Linked DNA regions of Mus musculus: region 2 is linked to region 1. The links are chromatin contacts, called in public HiChIP or PLAC-seq maps. All regions are on one chromosome and are shown on one strand. Each heading gives the region's core, a stretch centred on a gene start, on an enhancer-like site or on the middle of the called end of the contact. The rest is flanking DNA. Distances are from core to core; before and after follow the strand shown. Region 1 overlaps Irak2 (interleukin-1 receptor-associated kinase 2). Region 2 overlaps Atg7 (autophagy related 7).

Region 1 (7,724 bases), core at 2,953-5,452:
TGAACTAAAAGCAATCTTCCTGCCTTGACTTTCCAAGTGCTGGGATTACAAACATCTACCCCCATGCCCAGCTATGTAAACCTTTTTAACCATGAAAATCACTTATAACTCAGAAGCCATGTAAAATAGACCATAGAAGTTAGGCCTGGTTGCACACAGCTGCAATTCCAGTACTCAAAGGGCTGAGGCAGGATCGTGGTTGGTGGCTAGGCTGGACCACAGGGACCCAGTGACACCTTATTGCAAAAATTTGGGAAGTATGGCTCAGTGGTAGAACACATGTCTCGCATGTCTGAGGGTCTCGGTATTATCTCCGGTACCAAAAATGGGGGTGGGGAGGCAAATTAGGGACATACGTCAGTCCGTGAATGGTCACCTTGTGAACATAGGACTTGAGAGCTCAGATCCTGAGATTCTCATATACAAATGCCAGATGTTGTGGTATGCACTTGTAATTCAAGCCCTGGGGAGACTGAGACAGGAGGATCCTTGGGGTTCACTGGTGAGTCTAGCCTAACTCGTGAGCTTCAGGTCCATGAGAGAGCCGATCCCAAAGGAGGTCGATACTACCTGAGCGTCTCACTCGAACTACACCCCCATCCCACACCCCACACATAATGCACACCCACAGACTAAGAGCAAGTGAAATAAACGGTTTTCAAAGATGCCTTTGTCTCGGATCTGGCCTGGAGGCCACAGTCCAGCAGCCTCTGCTGTAACTCCACGCAAGCCCCACGCTTACAGCCAGCCTGTGGGCAGACGAGGAAATGCTTACAATTCCACAGCTGAAGATGTCCACCTGCTTGGTCAGCTGCCCCACTCTGATGAAGTGTTCCGGCAGATATGCAGCTGAGGCCTGGAACAGGTGAGTCCTCATGACGGTATATTTGGTCTTTTTATTGTCGGGATGAGGGTGAGCCACAGGATGAGCCAGCTTGGGGTTAAGATGCTGGTCCAGCAAGACGTTGGCACTGCGGGAAAGCAAGTGAAGAGGTTGCCGTGGAGACACACTGGCCAAACAATTTAGCACTGGGCAAGCGTCAGCCCTGGGAATGGTGGAGTGGAGGCACTCACAGAAGACACTCAACATGAAATAGCCAGCCATAAATGGGTAGGACCTTGGAAACCCACTCACTCCATTAAATGGAAATGGAGCTGAAAATTGGCCTAGTTGCCCCAGGAATATGCAGGAAATGCAGACTTCTACTCCCCACAGATGCCAGCCCTGGCCGGCCCCACCGCTCATCAGGTCAAGCCCACTGCTCATTCTGGCCTAGACTCCTCTAAAGCTGTTCCCATTACAAGCTCTGGCCTCTCTGGGGCCAACCCAGACACTGGCATCCTTTATAACCCAGTTACATCCTTTGTAACTCAGTTTGCTCAGGTTGTAGGGAAGGGGAGCTTTTTTTTTTTAATTTTTAAAGGGAGAAGTGAAAATATACTTTGATCCAGTCATAATTGGAGGGAGAGAAAATTCTCAGAGAGAGAATTCCTTGGGGGAGGGGGTATGCATGCCACATCTTGCCAGGGGAGCTCAGTGGGAAGTTTTGCAGGCTCTCTCCTTCCATCATTTAGATTCAAGGGATCAAACTCAGGCCATCAGGCCTGGCAGCGAGCATTTTCACCCGCTGAGCCATCTCACTGGTCCACCGAGCAGTATTTGAAAAAGAAGACACCAGGCCAGGCACAGTGGCAGCTCACCTATAATCCCCAGCACTTGGGAAACTAAGATAGAGCTGCTGGAAGTTCGAGGCCAGTGTAGGCTACGTAGTGAGCTTCAGGTCAGCCTGGGCTACACTGGTAAGTTAGAGGCCAGTTCTGCTCGACAGCAAGACTTTGTCTCAATAAACAAACAAAAAAAAAGTTTAAAAAATCTTTTTAATAATAGCCAGCAACTCCAATATCTACTATTAGGAGTATCTAAATAAGTGTGAGCAAGCCGCTTCACCGCAAGGTTAAGAAATCACAACAAGCCGTGAAACCTTGCAACATGGGGAGGCAGAGGAGGAACTGAGAGCCGTGAAACCATCCAGTCTTAGGGGTGAGGATTTGCGTGGGAGGACGACGCAGCTGGATGGTGGAGCACGCCCAGGGTGATGGGGCCATCAAATGCAAGTCAGGAGGGGAAAGAAGAAAGGGCTTTTGAGCTGGCTTGTACCACAGGAGAGGGAACCTTGAGGAACCACAAGACCTCTATGGTCGTGCAGCTGGTTCTGCTAAATGCCTTGGACTCTTGGAATCTCTCCCGTGATGGCAGTTCTCTAGTTCTTGGAAACCTGACACTAAGATGCGGGGGATAGGAAACCTGGAAAACTCCCTGACAAGGTCTATCGCTAACCGACAAGCAAGGCAGGCACTGAGCAAAGTTCAAATGGGGAGCTCAAATCCCAAGGCTGGGCACAGCTCCCAGATGGAGTGCAAGCCGGCTCACTCCTGAGTAGATGGTCAAATGTTTAGGGTGCTGTGGCCTGCAGGGAAACTAATCCAGAAAGGCCACAGATAAAGTGACAGCTTCATACCTCAGAAATACTGGATTTTGAGGATATGAAGAGAGAGCTAAGGTCCCCAAGGGAGGGGAGATAGAGGAGAAGAAGGGGGAAGGGGAGGGGAGAGACAGACAGACAGCAAGAACAGGAGCTGTCCTGGTTCTCAAAGCCAGACCTGGGGAGCAAGCCCAGCTCATGCTGCCCTCTCACCTCTTTTTTCTTTTCTCTCTTTTTTAAAAAAAGATTTATTTATTATTTATTTATTTAATGTATCCACCATTGCTCTCTTCAGACACCCCAGAAGAGGGCATCAGACCCACCATTGCATGGTGGGTTGTGAGCCACCACGTGGTTGCTGTGAACTGAACTCAGGACCTCTGGAAGAGCAGTCAGTGCTCTTAACCACTGAGCCATCTCTCCAGCCCGCCCTCTCACCTCTTAACATTGCTGTGGATGATGTCCAGGCTATGCAGGTGCTCCACGGCTAGAAGCAGCCCTGAGCAGATGCTGGCCCGCTGTGGCCAGGGCAGCATGTCTGAGTTGCCCTAAGAGAAAGAGAAGGTATAAAAAGGGTCACTCCTGAACCATCCTAAAGTCTTTATAGTCTGTTCTCGGACTGCTTCGAACCCATCCTTGGTCACGGGGCTCAGCCAGTGTGATGTACTACCTTGAGGTGATTATTATTATTATTATTATTATTATTATTATTATTATTATTTTGTTTGTTTTGTTTTTCGAGACAGGGTTTCTCTGTTTAGCCCTGGCTGTCCTCAAACTCAGAAATCCGCCTGCCTCTGCCTCCCGAGTGCTGGGATTAAAGGCGTGCGCCACCACGCCCGGCTGAGGTGATATTATTTGTATCAAACAGAGCTACTTGAAATTCCAAGATCAGACACACTCCTGCTGTGTGACTTTGGGAAGACGCTTGAAGCCTCTGAGCTTTTGTCTCCTTGGATATGAAATGGACCGGAAGTCCTGGATTTGATCTTAGCATTATAAAGACTAGGAGAGCAGTTGGGGACAGAGTTCAGTTTAAGCTGTCTGCTCCTATCCAGGTCCTGGACTTCATTCCCCAGCGCTGCACAAACCAGGCATGGTAGCACATGCTTGTACTCCTAGCACTCAGGAAGTAAAGACAGGAGGACCAGAACTTCAAGGTCACTGTCTACCATATAGCAAGTTTGAGGCTAACCTGGCTACTGGTGATCTTGTCCTCCCCCCCCCAAAAAAAATCATAAATAAAAATAAAATGAAATAAAGGATACATTGATATCTATATTGAAGCTTTTATAAGCTTTCAAAAAAGTTTACACTCTTTGAAGTCCTTAACTTGACTCCTAGGCAAGAGCTATCTGTTCCGTCCTGTGACTACAGCCACTGGTTTACCTGAGCCCAGAGTCTGTCGTGCAGAGAGCCATTTGCCATGTAGGGGTAGATGAGGCTGTGGAACTGTCTTCCAGTGCAGAAACCCAGCAGAGGTAGGACGTTCGCGTGGCAGCATCTGAACCCAGCACAAGTGCACAGTCAGGCATGAAAGAGCAAGAGCCACAGGCAGACCCCACTTCCTGGCTCAGACCACCCGCTACCTCCCAGCCGCCACAGGCTCTGGTCCCTGGTGGCCTCACCCTATTTCCCTGCTGTGCAGTCTGGCACCATCCCCAACCCACTTCTGGGAAAAGGCTGAAAGATGAAGAACCTGCTAGAGGCCACCACACCCGCCTCAGGGTTATGAGTCACCTTTCTCCTCTTGGCTCTCCTCATGACTCTAGCCACATCTCATGCTCCACATGTGAACCATCCACGTGTCTACCTGGGAAAGGACACTTCTCTTCTGCCTCCCAGAAACCTCTTGCCTCATTAATCACCACCCACTGTTTTTGTTTTGTTTTGTTTTTTTTTAAGATCTATTTATTTGTGTCATGTATGTGAGTACACTGTTGCTGTCTTCAGACACACCAGAAGAGGGCATGGGATCCCATTACAGATGGTGATGAGCCACCATGTGGTTGCTGGGAATTGAACTCAGGACCTCTAGAAGCACAGTCAGTGCTCTTAACCACTGAGCCATCTCTCCAGCCCCATCACACAGTCGTTACACACAGTTTTCCATCTCCTTCTTGTGGCCACAGCCCAGGCTACCTCGAAGGGCAACTACAGATGGCCTTGTGCCAGGTCATGCTGCGTTCCCGTGCCCTACTTCACACCTGTCTCATTCACTAGCTTTGCACGCCTGTCCGTCCTGCATGCACTAGGAGGCAGGAGCTACTTGGTTTCAAGTGAGCTCTCCCTCTAACCTGGTATAGCCTGGGCTACTAAACTAATGAGTGGAGGAATAGCCACTGAGCCTATCTATGAGAACACAGAGTTGAAGCAAGGGCACATGTCTGATCTCCATTGAATGAGTGTCTACATGTTTACACTCATGTGTGTTATCTCCTATGAAGAAGGCATTTAGAAATGACAAACTAGCTAGGTATGGTGACAAAGCTAGGACATGTCTCAGTCCCTGACTGTCCTCGTCCCTCCCCAAGCTCCCGTCAGCTCTGGGATGGGAAGCCTTTGGTGTGCAGCCTTCCTGCCTCAGCATTTCAAGTGCTGGGGTGACAAGACCACACCTCGCAGCAGTGAACAGATTGGAGGCTTTCTTACTTTACCCCTGTAATATTGGGGGGTGGGGCAGTGGGATGGGGAGTTGCTAGGACTAGAACTCAGGGCCTTATCTGTGCTTGACTACATCTCCAGCCAGCTTGTAGAATAAAGAGTGAGTTAGAAAACATGTGTTCTCCACAAACTGTAGACTACAGCAAGTGCCCTACTGTGTGTTCAGCCCAGAAGGAGTCATAGACACTGTGAACACTGGAAAACACAGCCGTATACCAATAAAACTTTATTTTATGTCATCTTGTATCCATGGACCATGAGCTATCCTTTAGATTTGTTTCAACCATTTTAAAATATAATAAAAGCCAGGCCAACTGTAGTGGCCCACACCTTTAATCCAGCACTTAGAAGGCAGAGGCAGATGGATCTCTGTGAGTCTGAGGCCAGCCTGGTCGACAGAGAGAGTTCCAAGCCAACCAGGCTACATAGTAAAACCTAGTCTCTAAAAAATAAAATAAGCCAGGTGTAGTAGCTCACACCTTTAATCCCAGCACTTGGAAGGCAGAGGCAGGTAAATCTTGGTGAGTTTAAGGCCAGCCTGGTCTACAATGCAATTTCCAGGACAGGCAGGGATACACAGAGAAACCCTGTCTCTAAAATAAAATAAAATAAAATAAACCATTCTTCAATCTTGGCTGTATAAACACACACAGAGGCAGACTTAGTTCCGTGGGTCCCCACATGTCTAGTGTTGAGATAGGTTTGCCATTGACCACCAGTCTGTTTGCCTGTTTCAAAATGCGATAGGGAGGATCTCTTTCTTCATACATGGAAGGAGGAGCTGGAAAAAGCCAGGGTTTCTTGAGAATTCTATTTTTTGCTGCATAAGAAGAGCACAGACTCTGGAGTCTATGAAGACTCATACTCTGGCCCTGCCACTTACTAGCTGTGTGGTCTTGGGCCAAACACTGAGCCTCTCTGGGCCCCAACGTATACACCTATCAACTGTGGCCCTGGGATCTGTGTTGCAACATTCTGGTGACGCTGGAATGAGCTTGTATATGCTATGACCTGAGCATGTGCCCCAGAGTTTGTGTGCTGGAAACTGAGGCCCCAAATTTATAGTCAGAGGTATTTGGAGGCAGGGTGCTTAGGGTTAGGTGAGATCATGGGCTAGGGCTATACAAGAGTAGAGACCCTCAGTCACACTGTGTGATGACCACTGCTGTGGTACCTGCTACATGAGGCCTCAATGGATGCCCTCTGAGCTCCCAGCCTCTAAAACCACGAAATAAACAAACATGTGCTTTAGAAACCGCCCTCTCCGTGACAGCCTCAGAAAATGGCCCAGAACAATAATGACAGTGCTAACCACTTGCCTTGCACACAGGAAGCACTGCCTGCCGTCATCATTAGGCCAGGGGCTCTGCACCGGAAGCTTACCTGAGGCAGAGCTGCATCTCTGCCTGTAGGAATCTGTCCATGGACCCTGGACTGGAGCCGGCCACCTGTGGGAAAATACACAGCCCCTGAAGACCCATCCACCCTCAGCCCCCGGCCTCACTGCTCCCTGCAGACACCCTCACCTCACCTCCCTGAGCTTCTTGAAGGCGAAGGCCACACCGTTCCTTTGACCCTGGTAGATATCGGCAAAGGTGCCCTCGCTGATTCGGTGGCTTTGGTCAAAGTCCTCAGTTGCTTGGACGACATCTGCTTCACTCCAGAAAAGCCTGTCTCCGGGCAAACCCAAAAGCCTTTCTTGCTTGGGGGCAGATGTGGAAGTACTGCAATACTGGAGATTGGGAGAGAAGAGTGGATGGTGACCATGAAAGCTGGCTGAAACACAGGCACACAGAAATTGATATTTATAAGGTTACTTAAACCCTTATTAATCATTCTAGGAAATAGTTCTAGGAAACTATTCTAGGCAAAAACAGGCAATTAAAGATGAGTCTGTTCCTGCCAGTTAGATCCACTAGAATTGGCTTATAGAAAATGAGGATGGGGCCGGCAAGATGGCTCACTAGATAAAGGCTCTCGGAAAGCCTGGCCACCCGAGTTCAACCCCCAGGACATTAATAATAAACTCCTGAAAGTTGTCCTCTAACTTCACATGTGTGCCACAGCATACACATGCCCTCACATATACATACATACATACATACATACATACATACAAAATAAATAAATGTAGTATAAAATTTTAAAGATTATGTACAAAAAGAAAAGGAAAACAAAGGTTTATAGAAACTTCTTAATAAATATTTTTAAAGATGTATTTATGAGTGCTATCTGCATTTACATCTGCAGGCCAGAAGAGGGCATCAGATCCCATTACAGATGGTTGTGAGCCACCATGTGGTTGCTGGGAATTGAACTCAGGACCTCTGGAAGAGCAGCCAGTGTTCTTAACCGCTGAGCCATCTCCCAGGCTCCTGAAGGTTTTTGTTTTTGTTTTTGAGATAGTTTCCCTGTGTACCCCTGGCTGGCCTGGAGCACACATTGTAGACCAGGCTAACCTCAACCTGCCTGCCTGTCCTCCAACTGCTGGCCCTAAAGGTCCTTAATGATTCAATCATCTCTGAACATGATTAAGTTACAGGAGATATTTATTAACCAGCCCAGGAGTTGCTGCTT
Region 2 (7,724 bases), core at 2,814-5,313, 970 kb before region 1:
AAAAAACCAACAAGCAAACAAACAGACCTAAAACCTACAGGCAGGAACACAGTACAGCCTCGTGCGCTGTAGGATGGATGAGAGGGAGGACAGTTTCACAGGCTGAGGACTCGAGTTCCCTTCCCAACTATCTTTCAAATTCTGAGACTTTTCTACATGTGTACACAAGATGTACTAACAGCGAGAAAATGCAAATAGTTGCTGTATAAGAGGCATACAAAACAGATAGCAATGGGTCTGGGGGTTTAATGTGGCCATGAAGTCCTTGCTTAGCAAGTACAGGGCCCTGGGTTCAGTACCAATATGGGAACGATGAGCTAATACAATCAAAACATGTTAAAGACATACAGGTTTCCTACCTTTCAGCAAACACTTACCTGATCTCTTGCCCCCACCCACCCTGCATGCCTATTTCAGGGTTTGGTAGGCAGCAATAGGCCCACCTTCAGAGCTAACTGTCAGGGAATCCATGCTGGCAACAGCAGCGCAGCTTGGAATTGAGCCAAGCGCAGTCTGCAGAGTGTGGCAAAGGTCTGCACTGGTGTGGTGGGAGGAAGGAGGAGGCGTGTCTAAATGCATTAACTAGGCCAGACTGTTTCCCATGACCCTTCAGCCAAGCTTTTACAAACTGGAAGAGCACTCTCAACAGGGGCCTAGGGCAGGCTGAGTGGAATAACTTTTTTCTTCTGAGCCTTACACTACAAAATGTTGAACATAGCTGGTTCCCTCTCAATTAAAAGAAAAAGGGAAAGAGACATCCTGTGGTTATCATTACAAAGTAAAACAGTAAAATAAAACAGCCCACACACTTCTAAATCCCGAGAATAGGGCAGGTGGCAGGCAAATACTAGATCAGGAAGCTACACTGGGACTGAGTGAGCGCCTCAGTGGGTAACAGCACTTAATGAGCAATCATGAACATCTGAGTTTGCATCCCCACCTCCTATGTAAAAAACCAGCAACAGCAATGCATGCCTGCACCTCGGATGCTGTGGAGGGACTGGAGCTTGCTGGCTGCCATTCTAGCTCCAAGTTCAGTGAAAGGTCCTGGTACAAAGGAATAAGGAGAAGAATGGCAGGCAAGACACTGATTGTCTGCCTCTGACCTCCATGCATGCACTTGCATGTGTATACCCGTACACAAACACACAGGCACACACACACTTACACACTATGATAGAGCAAAAGGAGAAGGGTAAACTGGGGAGTGCAGCACAAACCTGCAACCCCAGCTCTGGGGACAGTGAGGCAAGAGGATCATGAGTTTGAGGCCAGCCTATACTAGAGTAAGATGCTATTTCAAAATTAAAGAAAAAAGAAAGGAAGCTGTTTTGCTTCCACACCAATTCCAGATCCTCCAGTGGCTCCTGCACAGCATGGAACATTCCTGCCCGACATTCACCCAGGTATCTCCTTTCCCCGTGCACATCTCAGCCTCGCCATTCTTTCTACAGACACTGCACCTTCCAAAAGCACTTCTGCACCTCATCTTCACCGTACAGTCAGTAATTTATGAATATTATTTTTTGAGACAGTCTCACTATATAGCTTAGGCAGGCTTCAACTTCCTCCCACCTTGGCCTTGTGAGCACTGGAATTCCAGGGGAGGGCCAGCATACTACCATGGCCATCATTTTATACATGATGAATATCTGTCTTTCCTGGAAGCAAAGTTCAAAAAGAACTGTGCTGATTTCCATGTTCCCACCACTGCTTACCGAGCATCTGCCTGAGTCCCGAACCACTCACAGTGCTGATGACAAGGTCTAGGAATGAATGGCCAGCAGGGTATGTTCAGGCGAACAGGAATGAGCCTGGCCAGGATGAAGGAGAGGCGTGAGGACAGAGCAGCTAAAACCTTTGGTCACCGGAGTAGGCAGAGCTATATGCACGCTGCAGGGCCTGATAGGAAAGGGACTTCCATTCCAGCAGGGCTCTGTACTCCAGAAAGGGAGTGTACAGTGGCAAGGCTAGACTGCTAAGGTGGGCCAAGCAGCAGGAGGCAGGGTGGGGATGCATGCGGACAAGGCAAGGAGGGAAGGCAGTGAGGAGGACAGCAGGTACAACTCGTCAAGAGTCACTCAGGAAGGAGACTCTGCAAGGGAGGGAACACCCAAGAGAGACGTGAGAATCTACGTCAAGGACTGAGGAAAAAGATGATGGCAAATTAAAGGATGCAGAAAGAACAGCAGGTTTACAGGAACAGTAACAAGCTTCCATCTTGACTCAGAGATCCAGGGTGGCATTGCAGGAGGGTCCCCAAGACACACAACAGGGGTCACAGGTCTGTTAGCATAAAGTTGTATGTGAGAAGGTCAAAGAATTGTGGGTACAGCCTTGAAGAAAACTAGTACTCAGAGTAGAAGGGAGAGAGGCCATGGATGTAATCAAGAGGAAAATGGTCAGGCTGGTAAGCACAGGATAACGCCAGCAATGAACATACACCAGCAATGCATATATACCAGGTAATGTTAAGAAGTCTGGAGATGAAGCAGGAAAACTGGGGACCTCTGGCAGAATGCTGTCAGCTGCTTGGGGATGCAGTGTGGTGGGTGCTGGGTACAGAAAGCATGGCAACCAGTGAAGGTGGGAGGAAGCAGAGCGCTCCACACTGCTCTCACCAACACCGTGGCTGGAAGGGTAGGCAATGGCTAGAGGCTGTGCTTCTTTTTCCACCAGAAGAGAGAAACCGAGGCTACTGAGGGGGGACTGGATAGTGAAAGACCAAAGAAAATGGACAGACAATGCAGTCAGGTCTCAGGGAAAGAAGACTGGATCTGTGGTGGCCTGAATAGAAATGGCCCCGATAGGTTAGGAAGTATAGCTTTGTTGGATGAAGTGAATCACTAGGGGTGGGCTTTGAGGTCTCAGAAGAGTCCTAGAGGCTCACTGTCTCTTCCTGCTGCCCGTGGATGGAGATGTAAAACTCTCAGCTTCTTCTCCAACACTCTGTCTCCCTACACGCTGCCATGCTTCCCACCATGACAACAATGGATTAAGCCTCTGGAACTGTAAGCCAGCCCCAATTAAACGTTTTCCTTTATAAGAGTTGCCTTGGTCAGCCATGGTATCTCTTCACAGCAATAAAAGCCTAAGACAGGATTTCACAGAGGAATCAGCCTCATAGTCCATGATTTCTTCCTGGCTTTCCTGAGTCCCTCTTCCTCCTGTCCATCCTCCTTTTCAAACAAATACTCGGTATGTAGCCTAGCCTGACCCCCAACTGTCATAATCCTTCTGCCTGTCTCTAGTGGTGGTCTTACAAATGAGCATTAGCCACCAAGCCCCTGCTAACATACTATCTTTCCCCAGATTAGAAATTAAGTGCAAAGTGATGGACAAGGCTTAAAAAGAGTGGGTGAGAAGCAACAGAGAAAGAAGAGTCTTGGCTGATGGGTGTAACATGGTGAAGCAAGAGGCAGGGAGGGCGGCTGAGGACTGTGGGGGAGGACTCAGGAAATGGTCAAGAGCATCCCATAGCCATGTAGGTCATCCAGACTTTGCTGGAGACACAGAGTGCGATTGTAGGAAGAACATCATGTGTCTACTAGGTCACTGGTGGGCCTTTAGGAAACGCCAAGGCATGTGCGCCCCTTCCCCACATGGCTGGATCCCCTGAAAGAGACTTCCTTTCCACATATGCCCCAACCTAATGAACACATGCCAGTTCAAAGGGCAGGGCCTAAGTAAAGAAGGTGGGAACACCTGGAATTCTGGGGTTCTGTCTCATCTCACCCAGGACTACACAGTGAGCCTTCAGACTCTGGGAGAGGGAGGGGAAATCAGGACGAGGAAGAGGAAGGCATCAGTGGGTTTCACTTCCCTGGGTAAAGATGGAAAACGAGGCCAACTGACTCTAAGTCTAACCTCAGAGAAGGCAGATATAACCAGAGCCCTTAAGCAAAAAACTTAGCCCCCAACATGAGTCTTGTCGTCTTCCTCTTCTGAGCCAGGCCAGCAAAACCTACCTCCTTTCTCAAAAATCTACTGCCTTCTCTGGTAGCCAGTGATTCTGACCAGCTGTTGTCCTCTGTCACCTGGATTACTGCCACAGAATCCTGACAAGTCCTCAGGTTGACCTGCCTTGTGCAGTGACTTAGAGATGACAGCATACACCCTCCTTGCTCAAACTTCCTCAGCTCTCCACTTCCTACTCCAGCGCTTTCAAAGTAAAAGTCCATGATTCAGCAGGTAAAAGTGCTTGCCCGCAAGCCTGACCACCTTTGCTTGATTCCCCAGGAGTTAGGAAGGACAGAAGTGACTCCAGCAGGTTTTTCCCCTGAGCACTACGCTGCACCCTACCCCACAATGACATTGTAAAGGTCTCCAAACTTCCCAGCCAGCAGTCCATACAGGCAAGGCTAAGTGGGCAATGTTTACCTCATCTTCCTCTCACCCTTTGGTCATACTAGGGACAGAGCCTGGTGATGTAGCTTTGCCTCTGGCATCCTTGGCCCTAATCTTAAAACACATCCAATAATTGGCCTTTTTATTTGCTTTATATATTTGCTTTATTTTAGTTGACTCACAACTAAAACCAAGTTAAAGCAGCCACTTAAGCAGTTGGTCAGTCTCAAACTCTATACTTCTTAGTGAACGAGGTTCACTTAAGAGTGGTTGTTCTGGCCGGGCGGTGGTGGCACACGCCTTTAATCCCAGCACTTGGAAGGCAGGCAGATAGCCTGGTCTACAAAGTGAGTTCTAGAATTGCCAGGGCTACACAGAAAAACCCTGTCTCTAAAAAAAAAAAAAAAAAGTGTGTTTTTCTGAAGCTCCAGTTTCAATTGGGGTTTTACACTGTCACTATTATACACACACACACACACAGACACACACAGACACACACAGACACACACACACACATACATGGTGCAGAAGAAAGGACTATGATAGTGCCGGGCAGTGGTGGCGCATGCCTTTAATTCCAGCAATTCCAGCACTTGGGAGGCAGAGGCAGGCGGATTTCTGAGTTCAAGGCCAGCCTGATCTACAGAGTGAGTTCCAGGACAGCCAGGGCTACACAGAGAAACCCTGCCTTGAAAAAGCAAACCAACCAAACAAGAAAAAAGAACTATGATAGAAACTAGAAAAAAAATAGCGTTCTACCTTATTTGCTTTCTGAGACAAGGTCTTCTTACAGGGACCAGGTTGGTCTGGAATGAGCAATCCTCAGGCCTCAGCCTTCTGAGGAGAGGCATACACCAAGTCCAACTGGGAAATGTCAACATTAAAAAAAACACACAATTTTTCTATACACTCTATATTTTTTATCACATTTTAATCCTGTAGGAAGAGCATGCCAGAGTATGCATGTGGGGATCAGAAGGCATGTTCTCATCTTCCATGTGGGTCCTGTGGGTCAAACTCAGGTCATTAGACTTGGCAGCAAGCACCTCTCACCACTGAGCCTTCTTGTAGACACAGTACATTCTTTTATTAATTTACCCAAATCTGCTATAAAGATGGAACTCAGGGCTTCATGTATGATGTGCACCAGACCTCTCCTCCATATTCTATAGAGGACCCTGAAGCCCAGGAAGTAACTTTTAGAAGAGTGGCATGCAGCCTCTGTGCTTAAAATGGCACTGCCTACGGGGCATGCATAATGTGGCTCCTGCTTCTCAGACACCTTTTAGCCTGCAACCCTACCATGGCTCTGCTTCCCTTCAGGCCGTGCAGTGTCACCCAGGGCCTCGTTCTTATCACCTGCAAACCCTCTTTATCCGGAGTACCCTGGGCACTGTTCCAAGTGGGTCCACACTTTTGACACCAGAACAGTGTGCGGTCACCTATAAAGTTCATGCTGTCTGTGTAATCTAATGTTTTAAATAAATCTGCAGTTTTGTGGTGGGTTGCACACACTGGACATACCTGCTAGATCCAGGATAAAGTGCCAGCGTGGCTGTGTATCCCCAGCCTGATTTGCCTGCAACCAAAGTCCTCCTCCCTCAAATCTCTGCAAGTTTCTTGCCAGATTGTCACAAGTCAGCTCCTGGAGGGAAAGGATACATACATCCCTCATCTTTGCATTCCCAGATGTTGGGGCCCTGTAAGGCACTAAGCAGATCCATGCTTATTTTCTTTAATGCGATACTGGCAGGCTGGAGAGATGGCTCAGCAGTTAAGAGCACTGACTGTTCTGAAGGTTCTGAGTTCAAATCCCAGCAACCACATGGTGGCTCACAACCATCCATAATGAGATCTGATGCCCTCTTCTGGTGCGTCTGAAGACAGTTATATCATAGTGTACTTAGATATAATGAGAGAGGGAGAGAGGGAGAGAGAGAGAGAGAGAGAGAGAGAGAGAGAGAGAGAGAGAGAGAGAGAGAGAGAGAGAGAGAGAGAGAGAGACACGCTAAGGACAGAAAAGGATTCCCCTGAATTCCCTGCCCACAAAAGCATTTCTCTGTGTAACTCAGGCTGTCCTGTAACTCTGTAGACCAAACTGGCCTTGAACTTAGAGATCTACTTGCCTCTGCCAGAATGCTGGGACTAAAGGTATGTGCCACTATATTGGCCTTCAGAAAATGAACCTTGATCCTGTGGTTTTGTAATAAAGTCCTATCCTCTACTCTTTAAAAGGTTCCAAAAATCACACAGAAGTTGGCCACATAAATCTGAAGACAGATGTTCCAGGCAGATGAGGGCAGAGCTCTATGCAAGACAACTGTAAGCAGTGTAAGAAAACTGGGGGACAAAGCTGGGGTGAAGATAGCTTTCATTGTTTGGGTTTGGCTCAAATACTATGTCCTCAGAGTTTATTCTTGTTCAACACATTCTCAAATAGTATCCTCAAATCCAAACAGAAACCAAATGGCTCCTGGTTGCTCTCCATCCTGTTACCTGGAATTTTATACAACCACCCAGGACTTGAAGCACCTCCCACTCCTTAGAAGTATTCTGTCACTAATTCATTCATTTCTGGAGACTGGGCTTCATGTAGCCCAAGCTGGCCTTGACCAAGGCATGCAGCTGAAGATGGCTTTGTTCCTTGTCCATTTTCATGTGGTTGTGTTGTCCATGTATGTATATGCGTGTTTGCATTATGGGAGGGCACATGTGCACAGGGGTGCACATATGTGCACATTCTTGTGGAGGCCCAGGTTGAAGTTGGGAGTCATCCTCCATCACATTCCACCTTGTTCCATTGAAGCAGTCTCTCAATCAGACCCAGGACTCATCAATATTCCATATCATTAGTCTAGCTAGCCAGCTTGCTCTGCACAGCCAGCCTCTACCCTCCAAGGCTGAAATTACAGACAGGTCATCAAGCCCACCTGGTACTTATGAGGATTCTGGGTCGCTGATCCTTGTGTTTGCATGGCATGGGTAAGCCACTGAAACATTGCTCCAGGCCTCAACTTTTTTATTTGTTTAGACAAAGCCCCACTGTGAAGATCAGGATGGTCTCCAGTTCCTAAGGTACTGAGATGAAACGATTGTACAATTATGCCTATCAGAAGATTGATCTCTTGGTTTTTAAAGACAAGGTCTCTCTGAATAGCACTGGCTACCCCTGTAATTTATTCTGTAGATGAGGCTGGCCTTGAACTCGGAGATCCACCAGAGTGCTGGGATTAAAGGTGTGCACCACCACACCTAGCATGTGGAACTCTTAATCCTTCTTTCTCTGCTTTCTCTGCCTCAGCCTCTCAAGTGCTGAGATTAAGATAATCACTACCAGCCGGGTGTGGTGGTGCACGCCTTTAATCCCAGCACTCCGG

Evidence for each region. HiChIP or PLAC-seq counts read pairs in DNA pulled down with a chosen protein or histone mark.
Region 2: a FOXA1 HiChIP or PLAC-seq map of pancreatic cancer cells shows a contact between it and region 1. The contact joins two enhancer-like sites. A contact is called at or near these places in 1 of 115 datasets of contacts at active chromatin or transcription factors (pancreatic cancer cells) and 1 of 9 other capture datasets (adipose tissue).

What each region holds. Positions count from the first base shown.
Region 1 is chr6:113,671,894-113,679,617 of GRCm38.p6, reverse strand. Irak2 (interleukin-1 receptor-associated kinase 2) reads right to left here. Exons shown (of 13, transcript NM_172161.4): 5 at 6,679-6,879; 6 at 6,531-6,595; 7 at 3,873-3,987; 8 at 2,922-3,031; 9 at 776-971. Among named protein-coding and RNA genes, the nearest start is that of Tatdn2, 21 kb to the left of the region's middle. Within about 2 kb of position 4,202, at least 63 of the 459 cell types and tissues checked have an H3K27ac peak or open chromatin away from gene starts, as enhancers often do. A contact at or near this core is called in pancreatic cancer cells, where this site is marked.
Region 2 is chr6:114,645,205-114,652,928 of GRCm38.p6, reverse strand. The region is part of intron 1 of Atg7 (autophagy related 7); the gene reads right to left. Among named protein-coding and RNA genes, the nearest start is that of Atg7, 5.9 kb to the right of the region's middle. Within about 2 kb of position 4,063, at least 80 of the 459 cell types and tissues checked have an H3K27ac peak or open chromatin away from gene starts, as enhancers often do. A contact at or near this core is called in pancreatic cancer cells, where this site is marked.